Regions from separate parts of the Zea mays genome. Here all the other regions are linked to region 2. A link is a contact called in public Hi-C data. All regions are on one chromosome and are shown on one strand. The core of a region is the stretch at or near the end of the contact, and the rest is flanking DNA. Distances in the headings are between cores, read along the strand shown.

Evidence for each region. Hi-C and Micro-C count contacts between places; a contact is called where the count stands out from the background.
Region 1: a contact with region 2 is called in a Hi-C map of endosperm, with 1.8 times the contacts expected there. The contact joins the promoter of LOC100304276 here to the promoter of LOC100283806 in region 2. A contact is called at or near these places in 6 of 25 Hi-C or Micro-C datasets (bundle sheath, ear, endosperm and 2 more).
Region 3: a contact with region 2 is called in a Hi-C map of bundle sheath, with 2.0 times the contacts expected there. The contact joins the enhancer-like site here to the promoter of LOC100283806 in region 2. A contact is called at or near these places in 4 of 25 Hi-C or Micro-C datasets (bundle sheath, ear, leaf and 1 more).

The regions. Positions count from the first base shown.
Region 1 is chr1:254,848,736-254,852,223 of Zm-B73-REFERENCE-NAM-5.0, reverse strand. LOC100304276 (putative regulator of chromosome condensation (RCC1) family protein) reads right to left here and starts at 2,028. Exons shown (of 9, transcript NM_001165719.1): 1 at 1,879-2,028; 2 at 771-1,027. The coding sequence starts at 1,023. LOC100278337 reads left to right here and starts at 2,131. Exons shown (of 8, transcript NM_001407295.1): 1 at 2,131-2,425. It also overlaps a transcript of LOC100282360 not described here.
Region 2 is chr1:255,332,719-255,336,063 of Zm-B73-REFERENCE-NAM-5.0, reverse strand. It overlaps LOC100283806, which reads right to left and starts at 1,718. Exons shown (of 7, transcript NM_001156704.2): 1 at 1,612-1,718; 2 at 773-1,014; 3 at 452-635; 4 at 292-366; 5 at 81-190. The coding sequence starts at 1,624. It overlaps LOC101027174 (rhicadhesin receptor precursor), which reads right to left. Exons shown (of 2, transcript NM_001353020.1): 2 at 3,129-3,345.
Region 3 is chr1:255,012,379-255,015,859 of Zm-B73-REFERENCE-NAM-5.0, reverse strand. LOC103643672 reads right to left here. Exons shown (of 10, transcript XM_035964306.1): 10 at 2,856-3,217. Among protein-coding and RNA genes, the nearest start is that of LOC103645455, 18 kb to the right of the region's middle. Within about 2 kb of position 1,764, at least 19 of the 20 cell types and tissues checked have an H3K27ac peak or open chromatin away from gene starts, as enhancers often do. A contact at or near this core is called in bundle sheath, ear, leaf and 1 more, where this site is marked.

The sequences.
Region 1 (3,488 bases), core at 779-3,278, 480 kb after region 2:
GATCTTGTTACTAACATAATTGAAAACAGAAGCACAAGAAAACAATTTCTAATGTACTAAGTACACATGAACAGAGGACTGGCTCTTTCAATACCAGAGACCATCCGGAGTTTTGTCCTCTTTGCGATCAAGAAGAAGAAAGCATCAATCACCTGCTGATCCATTGTGTTTTTGCTAGGAGTGTGTGGTTCACTGTGTTAAGCATGGTCAATTTGCAGCAGTTCGCTACGGCAGGACATTTGTTTGCAAGTTTGGTGGAATGGGACAGAGAGAAGAGTTCAAAAGCTACACAGAAAAGGTTTCAACTCGCTTGTCATTCTCGTTGCCTGGTGGATTTGGAAACATAGAAACGTCTGCGCCTTTGATGGTGCCTCTCCAAGTCTCTCGTATACTCCAAACCATAAAGGAGGATGCTGCTGTTTGGCACCAGGCTGGTGCTGTGAATTTAAGTTTATTTTGGCCACCTTAGGTTTAGTTTTATGGTAGTATGTATCCTGCCCCTACTGGGGTATTTTTTGTACTCGGTCTATTTTGGACCTTTTTTCCTTCTTAATATAATGACGTGCAGTTCTCCTGTGCGTTCGAGAGAAAAAAATACCAGAGATGGTTATCTCCAGGTACAACTAGCAAAATAAACACATATAGTAACTCAGCTATGGCATCTCTTAGTACAACATTGCAATTAAGGTGTTAGTTCTCTCATCTAAACTATATTTAATTTTTTTGGCACTCTAACATGCACGTATTCGAACGAAGTGTGCAGAACTTACCCCAGGTGAACAGTGATCCATCGGAAGCAACTGCAGCGGTATGCTCACGGCCACATGCAATATCGGTCCACCTGAGGCTCTTCCCATTCCCCAATTTGAATAGTTTGGGAGGGAGGCTCTTGGGGATCCTCAAGTGGCATTCCTTGCCCTTTCGGGCAGTCTGGCCACTGTGGTTATAACCCCATATGTAAATTGCACTCTTTGTTGGCACACCAACAACACGCAAGTTACTGAGCACATCATCTACATCCATGGCCCTGGTTGATTATGATGAATAAAAGATAAGCACAACAACAAACAAGCAGAGCAGTGCAACCATTAAACCAATAGACAGAGAGATAGAACAGTGCAAGTGAATCTGTTGAGACCATCAGGCCAAAAAATAACAAAAGAGAGCAGTTCGGCCCAAAAAAAACATCCCAGCTTTGATGAATGACTGTTTCCATTCACAGCATTAAGGGTGTCCATTTCCTCTTTCATGTTCTCATTAACAACTAATATGTTCATCAAAAGATAAAATTGTCATTAATGAGACTATCTGTCATGGACTCATGGTAATCCTACAGAGATCGTATAGAGAACAAAAGTACCATTTGGAACTGAACAATTACGCCATCAAATAAGCAGTTTGAACCAGCAAATTTGGTAGGATGAACAAATGCCGCCCTAATTCAGAACACATCTATGTCTTCTCAAAGATTTAAGTCACTTTAATAGAATTTTGCAAACAGAGCACATTGAAGCTACAAAACTAAATCACCCTTGCTAACAAGATCGCAACGTGTGTAAGACGGCAACTGCGGCACTACATATGGGGTAAACAGGCAGCTGCAGGAAGAACAAGCTTAAGGTATCGGGAACCATCCCCTAATAGTCCACAAAATGTCCATCGGGACACGTCACCGGCTAAGGAATCCAGATAAAATGAACAATAGCTTAAACTGAAACTTATCCATTATTTGAAATTGGAGAAAGAGCTAAATCTATCCTCCTACCTAAGGAGATCCTCAATTTCCCCAACTTCTGTTTCATCAAATCAGACTGGCGACCATCCAGCAATCGATTAGCGCAACGCAGAAAGCCGAGCAGAGGTTCATCCAGCGCTCACCTGGAGAGAAGGGACGAGGCCGAAGAGCGGGGCAGACTTCGGGCGGATTCTACTAATGGCGGGGAGCTTTGCTTGCTTCTCCTAGTTTGACCGGTGGAAATGGCCTCGTTCCCTTGTTCGTCGGGCTCGTGGCGCACACGCCTGTCCGTGGGCACCGACCACCGGAATTTTCTGGATTCCCGAGGTCCTTGAAAGGATGGAGGACACAGCCAGCCACACGAGCCACACAGGGACGGCAGAGAGACAAAGCGGCTCACGTGATCACGTCACGTGCCTAGCGTGAACCGGGTCCAGGGGAGGTTAGCAGGTTGCTGAGAGCACGGGTCTGGAGCGTGAACCGAGACCACCAACGCCTACCGACCAAATTCGGCGACTGCTTCTCCATCCTTCCACGAATTACACGAGGAAAGAACGCTGATAAACAAATGGCGTAAATCTCTATCGACGAAGCTGTGGAGGAAAACGAAGGATCTCCCCGTGCTTGTGCATGCCAGATCGCCTGCTCTACGTCCGCATCCCGTCCCTCGCGAAACTCGGCACTCCCAGGGTTCGTTTCTTTGTTTCACCTACTCTCGTTGTTTATGCTAATTTGTTAGGCGCCTTTGCTTCAGGAAATGGTGATTGTATCGTACTATTCTGGGGGGAAAGCGCAATTATTTGAGGGCAAGTTGATTCATCATGGAGGGGTAGGGCTACCGCATTTTTTATTTGTTTCGGTAGAACGACAATTTGATCATAATTAGGAAATATATTATTGTTTTGTCTAGTAAAAAAAATCTTTTCTCGATAACACTGGTTGAAATAAGTTTTGGATATGGCCATCTTGGCCAAATCATGGGATTAAACTGTTGAGTTTAGGTGGATGAACCATGAACCAGCATATTAGTATTATGGATGAGGTGGTTATAGAATGAACCGATTAAGATACGCTTCCATTCTGGAAAGGGAGCATATGCCCTTGTCTCTTGGTTTTTTTTTTACGAAGGGGCGAAGCCCCCTATTTCATTAAGAAATAGGAAAGTTTGAAACATCCACAACCACGCGGCACATCATCCCAAAAGATCGAACACGGCCAGAACCCTATCTAGACTCTAAACACTATCAAACTAGATTAGTGAAGAGCCTAAGATAGCAGAGAAAGTTTGGCCTACGATTAACTACATAAGACTTTCTTATTTACAACCCAATCAGACAGGCAGAAGCCACAAAAGGAACTGAACAAGCCAACCATCAAGAGACAAACAAACTTCATCACCATCTTCCAAGTTCCAGCTTCCATATCAACCAGAAATGCGCCTATCTAAAGGGCACCACCCAAAGGCCCGGCCGAATGCCTCACTTGCCGTCTTTCGGATTAGCTTGCTTCCTAGAACCACCATTTTTTGCTCCTTCTTTTTCTGACGAGTAGCCCATGAATCCAGCTAGAAGCAGCAAAGAAAAATAATGTTAGAAGGATCAAGCAAATGTTTCTTTCCAAAGCACCAATCATTTCTAGTGCGCCAAATAGCCCAGAATAAAGCACCACAACCAAACAAAACCAAATTAGCAGTTTTGTCTTTTGGTTTACTTAACCAATTGTCATAAAGGTAGCTGATACTATTCGGAATCAG
Region 2 (3,345 bases), core at 469-2,968:
AAATTTTTTCCTTGGAGTTTGTCGTCGTCGTCGTCGCCGCCATTGGGCAGATCAGATCAGGCTAATATATATATACTTACGTGCTGGTTGATGAACACGGGGTTCTTGATCTCCGGGTAGATCCCGACGGTCCTGTCAGCGTAGAGCGCGATCAGGATGTACTCTTCGAACGTAATGATCTGGTACTTGCCTGTGGTCCGATCCGATGCGATCGAACAGAAGAAGAGAGACAGCGTACGTGAGAGGTCAGGTCAGTCAGACTGCATGCTAACTAGAGAGAGTGTGTCTAACCGTTGTACCGCTGGTCCCTGAAACTGAACCGCTGCTTCACCCTCAGTGATCTGAGCTCTTCAAGAGTGAAGTCCACTGGAAACCAAATAAAAAAAAACATGATTGATCAGTCTCGCAAGCCACCATCATCATCATCATCGTCAGCAGCAGCAGGAGATACCGATGAACCATCCGGTGACATCTTCTCCTTGGACCTCGTAGGTCCTCTTCCTGCCAGCGAACTCCGCGTGGTCCGCGACGTCGGTGGTCGCGTCCAGCGTCACATCGTGGAAGCAGACGAGATGCCCGTCCTTGGACGCGAGTACGTCCGTCTCGATGAAGTCCGCGCCTTCTTCGATCGCCCTCTGCAAAATTAAATGTTTTTTTTCTCTCTCTCTCGATTTGTTTTAGCCTTTTGTTTGTGCAACTCCAAGGCGATACAGTACGTACGTACGCGTATGATTTGTTCAGAACAAAAAAAACAGGAAGAATTTAGCTCTACCAGGTAGGCGGCCGCTGTCTCTTCGGGCAGTTCGCCATTTGACCCTCGGTGGGCAATGTTGATGGGCCGAAACGTCTGCACTGGCTTCTTGTGGTTCACATCCAGCTGCCGACTGTGGTGGGTGTGGGGAGACGCTGCCTGGGTGGCTCCGGAACCGGATACCCCGATGAGGAGGAGGAGCGCGAGGACCACGCGCGCTGCCAGAGAAGATGCCGCCGTCCGTGTCATCCGGCCACTCGGTGCTGACAAGCGACAGGACAAAACGACTCACGATCTGGGCATGAACTTTGGTGAGCGACTGAGCGGAGGGAGGAAGGAACAGGGAATCCTCCGATCTTAGCCATCAGTCATGCACAAAGTAACTGGAGAACTTGTTGTAGATGGTATGGAATTGGAACTACGATGTGGTCACTGGTAAGCAACTAAGAGCATCTTCAAAAGCTCCCCAGAAGTCTCCCCTAAATCTATTTTTTTTGGGAAAAACACAAAAACATGTCTCCAACAGTTCCCCTAAAGCGCCCCCAACTTTTTCATAGCCCTTAAAATTCCCTCATTTGTAGCTACAAATGAGGGGTTTTTTGGGCTCCCCAAAAACAAACTGCTGATTTAAGGGATCTGTTGGAGAAAGGATTAAAATTTACCCCCACTTATTATTTAGATGTCCCTTAAAACTGATTTTGAGGAGTCGTTTTATGGAGAGCTCTTGGAGATGCTCTAAGCATGCATACACGAACATTCAGATGAAACTCCAGGAAATGGAATTACAGGGGAGAGAGAGAGAGAGAGAGGTTATAAGAAGAAGTGATGTGGTGACCGGTAACACAAGAACTTGAACTTACAGAAGGAAGCCATGGGCCTTTTTTCTTGTGGCTCCTGCTATGCTATGCGCTTGCACACCGAGACTGCCCTCGGAGTAGGGACACTCGCCTTGTGTCTCCCTCGCCGTGCCTCGAGCAGCTCAGCTTCTTCTTCTTTATTTGTACTACTAGAAGAAACAGGAGAGAGGGGAGGAGGACTGGCCGCATCGGAATCCCACGGAATAAAATATTCCCCGGAGATCGTTTGACCGACTTGTGATCTGGAGCTCCTTTCTGCACCGGGGTGTGACTTGTGACCTGAGCTGAGCCAAAGGGCCAAGACACGTCTGAAACCTGTGTTCATACCCGCTCACTCGAATAGCATATCTCCCTAGCAATCGAGGTAGCGTTTGGTTGGTTCTGGAGTAGGGTAGGATGTAGACGCTCAGCTTCCAATTTGGTGTTGTTTGAATTGATTTTATGTGGGACACAATGGCTCTAGAAATAGAAAATTATTATGTTAAAATGTTGAACCATTTTAGCACATCAAAATCTTCCTGACAGAGCCGCCGTTTCTATTCCGACTATCTTCGGAAGTCGGAACCAAACGCTACCTGATGGAATCGTGTTTACTTATGGAGGCTGAAACTTTGCGTTTGGTTGAATGTACAAAGAAAGATGGAATGAGGCACCCACGTTTTCTATAGTGTTTGGTTGAGAGTCAAGCAGGGACGAGGTGAACACCGGAGTGATTTTTGGGAGTGGCGTGATCCAAAAAATTGAGGGGACGGTGGCACCCCGACTCATCCTCCTTTGACCTTAAACCAAACACACCCACTGATGAAACATGGTAACCCCACCCCCACGGCCAGCGTCCTCTTGGCAGCAGCGACCGTGGCTCGTCTACTCTGTGCTGTGTCAGCGTCCTCTTCAAGGCACGGCGTCGCGAGTCGTAATTCAGCAGCAGCGGTCAACCAAAGACGCCCATCATGGCCGTGCCAGGCAAGTCCGAGAAGATGGCACCCCATCGTACTCTCTACTCCTAGACCAAATGCCCTGCCCGGAACCCGATGGAGATGGGAGATTCCTGCGTGTATCATGTGTAGGTTCGCCTTCGGCCTCCCACTTTTCTTTAAAAAAAAAGAAGCGGCATATTCCTGGGGCCTATGCTTGTTTTCTTTGAACACCACAGTTGACAAGTGATAATAAATGGCAACAGCTGCACTACAAAATCCAATACCACAGGAGAGTGAGCTAGCTGTCTACCAGTTTTTTCAGGGGAGGATCCGCTCTCTCGGTCTCTCCCTTCCTCCAATCAGCAGTCTGTTATCATCGTTCTTCACCCCTTTGTCCTCTTTTCTTTAACGGTCTTGTGCAAACTGATGCAAGTGTCCATCACAAGGCTGCAACAGGGTTTCAGCAAGCAGATTCCCATCCTGGTACTCTGCTCAATGACACATAATCCCATGTGAATATATGCTGGCCATGGACATACGATGAACAGTACTCATCCAGTAAAAACCACTGCCCTCATTTTTAATAGCACACTTTTGTGCATCTTAAGACATCTTAGACCCTGCCCTGCGGTGCAACATCTTCTCTTAAAATATTAATGACCCATCAAAAATTATTATGGGTGCAGACTGATACCATCGTTCCAAAATATCCACGGTACATGCCGAATATTAAAGGGTCTAATCTCTATGGCTACAAAGTCTAAGATCAAGCACTATCGGCACAGATCTAGTCCTCTTCGGAGCAAAATAGCCTTTCATA
Region 3 (3,481 bases), core at 515-3,014, 320 kb after region 2:
GAGCCCTTTGCCGAGTGTCAAAAAAAGACACTCGGCAAAGAAACTCTTTGCCGAGTGTCAAAAATAAAACACTCGGCAAAGAAACTCTTCGCCAAGTGTTTTCTTTTACCGAGGGTTTTTTGTGTGGCACTCGGCAAAAAGCTTTTTTGTCGAGTGCCTGAAAAAAAACATTCGGTAAAGAATATGACACTCGGTAAAGAGCCAAATTCTGGTAGTGTATAGAGAGGCACATGCATGTATATCGTGGTAGGTAGACAGACCAGAAAAGGGATCCATATCCGATGCGTAGTGTGGTGCGTGTAGATAGTACCAAGCATGGGTATGTATAGAGCACGCGTGCTGTGGGAGGGAGGCATAGACACAGAACTAGTACTATTGGTGCTGCATTACGGCACAGGGGACTTCGGGGAGTCGGTTCTAGGCCGATGGTACTGGTACGCGTACATACTAGCGAGCCAGCGACGAAACCTTAAGACAGAAGAAAGCAGAGTAGCTAGCGAAGTGAACACACGCACGAGTGAGGTTCTTGCGTTGGTATTACCGCAATACCCACATGTTATATTGTTTTCGTGCTGACAAGTCATGACTCGTTTTTGCGGTTGTATGTTTTAACCCCTATCAGAGAGGCTAGTTTGGGTACTCTAGTAATAAATGAAATTGGAGTGAATTGATATGTGTTGAGAGAATATTTGATCTATTGGAGATTTACACCATCTCCAATCCCTTTAAAACACTCTAATCCCAAAGTATCCAAACTAGACCTTAGCTATTCTGCAACCGTGAGAGAAAGAGGGATAAGGTTGTAGCCTACTGCACTTGGGATGGGTTGTTCGTGTGATAACAAAAGTGCTTCATATACGACCCATTCGTATGACCAACAATAATCTATAATCGTTATTGAATCTTGTTTTTATTAACTAATAAATCATGAGCAATTAGATGACTCTGGTTGTATTTAGGGTGTGTTTGGTTGTAATGATAGGACAGGATGTGATAGTACGATCCATTAAATAAAGTTGTTTGGTTCAGGATCAGATATTGGAACAGAACTATCTCAATGTTGTCCTCAGTTGTCCTAGGACGAGAGAGAACGACAGGGGACGTCTTTATCTTGTCCGTCTCTAGCTATCCTGCAACTAAACACATCCTAAATCTACCACTCGGGTCGCACGTGTAGCAGCATTTATGTGATAAGATGGTGCTACAATTAATTAATTGTGAACCATGTTTAACTAGGGAACGAGTAACGACGAGTGACGACGGTAGTAGATACTAGGGGCATGCAGTAGGCTTCAGTTACAAGATGTGGCGACGAACAAGGAAGAGAAAGATTGTCCCCGGTCAAACGATGCAGTGCGCAACGCAAGCAAGCAAGCACACGGGCGGCCTCGAACCTCGAACCCACAGTGGACGGATCACTCCTGCTCCTGCTCCTGCTCTGCTCAATTCAGGGCAGCGACCGCGCCCACACGTGCGGCTGTCCGGACCACCCCACCCCACCCTGGGACTGCTCACTGGGGCGACGAGATGGATGGATGGATGGGCAGCGACGGATCTCCATCTCCTCGGTGACCTCGCCGCCCACTGGCACCGCAGCGGATGGACTGGATCGGAGGGAATCTCTCAGAGGCAGGCAGGCAGGCAACCGCCCACCCGTGCGGGTGCGAACCGCGGATTCCCCGCCCGAGGCAACCAGCAATCCAATCCGGCCGCATTCAGTTCAGGACTCCAGCCTGCCCACCTGCCTCTGTCTGCCTCCGCACACGTGCAAGACCTGCCGGTAGCAGCATGCACACCTGTCGACCCACCATGCGTCCACCGGGATGCATTTCCATACCGCTCCTTCCATTCTAAAACAATTACACACCATCTTCGCTGCCGGCTTTAATCCAACGACGACGACTACTGCTTTCTATAGTATTTTGTCTTTATAGATTACAGTAATAATAATCTAAACAGCTACAGGTGAAGAGCAGCCCAACAGTCTGACCGCGATTCAAAGTTTATCCTAAAACAAAGAATCAACAGTCTGACTATTTTTATGGTTTTTCGACTTTTCGGTTTCGGTTTTATGTATTTATTTATTTTTGAAAATTTTGGTGTTGGTTTTTTTCTTCTTACAGCGCAAGAATCCGCCGCACCGAATAACGGGTGTGCATTTGCAAGTTTGCAACACCACCGCGACCCTCCACGGTTTCGTCGTGTTTCCCTACCACAGGCCCACGCCAACAGCACGGCTCAAAGAAAAACTCCCTCCAAGGCAGCCCACAAAACACTTCACTTGACAGAGTAGCCCAGCAGGCCAGCACTACGGCCCACCAGCACGGAGGCCACACCCTTCTAACCTAGCGCGCCGGCGGGTAATGACTAGACAAGAAAAACAATTAGGCTAGCGTAACGTAACCTTTCAAACAGAAAAATTAGTTATTATTCATAATGACTTGACAAGAAAATACGATATCATTGTCACCTTTCAAACAGAAACATTCCCCTCTATAGTAGCACAGCCAAAGTTTTTTTTTTTTGGTTTGTTAAAACCACCAAACAATAACCGCTAGTTCGGTTGGGTGATTTCAATTCTGATGTATGAACCGAGTTGCCACTCGTAGAAAATGCGTGAATCATTAGAAGCAAATATTCTGACTAGACTCATTTTCTTCATGTCTTCTGGAAACCGGTAAGGCCTCTGTTCGGCAGCCAGTTGACAGCCCACACCGGCCAGGCCAGCCACAACCGGCGGAGGCATTTACCTGCACTGCCTGTCGTGCCCTGTGTCCGTTTGGCACAGATTGCTGCAGGTTGCAAACAAGCAAGCAGTGCGAGCGGAACAAGCATGCACATCTCCACAAGTCACATGCTAATACTTCTTAACTTCTTAACCAGCAGAACAAGCATGCAAATAGCAATGCTAATACTTCTTATCCAATAGCAGAACAAGCATGCAAACTTGTTCGTTTACATCCAAAAGACAGCAGAACAAGCATACAAAATAGCGCCCAATAGCAATGCTAGTACTTAACCAGCTAGCACATGCTGAGAGAGCACAAAAAAAGAGCATAAATTCCGGGTCCATTCTATGACATTTTAGCTGAATCCATTCATCAGATTTGTGTACTCGTACAGCCAGCAAACGTGGTGAGAATTCCATTCCATGGCATTAGCTTCACTGGAATCAATGGTTGAAGTTGTAAAACAGGATTCCACAATACATTACCACCTGAAAATTCATCCAATCAGCAATAGTTTCATTATGAATTATATAAGAAACACAATTTATGACCCCACAATTTTATCTTCCTGAGTACACAGTTTTTGCTCAGTTACTTGCTGAGTAAGTTCATGACCCCACACATGTTAACTATTAACTGTTTAACAGTTACTCAGGAATACATGTCTATGGCACAGATTTTGCGATTCTAGTATTCATGACCCCACAGTTTATTATCATCATCCAAATTCAATAAACACTAATGCAAAACTA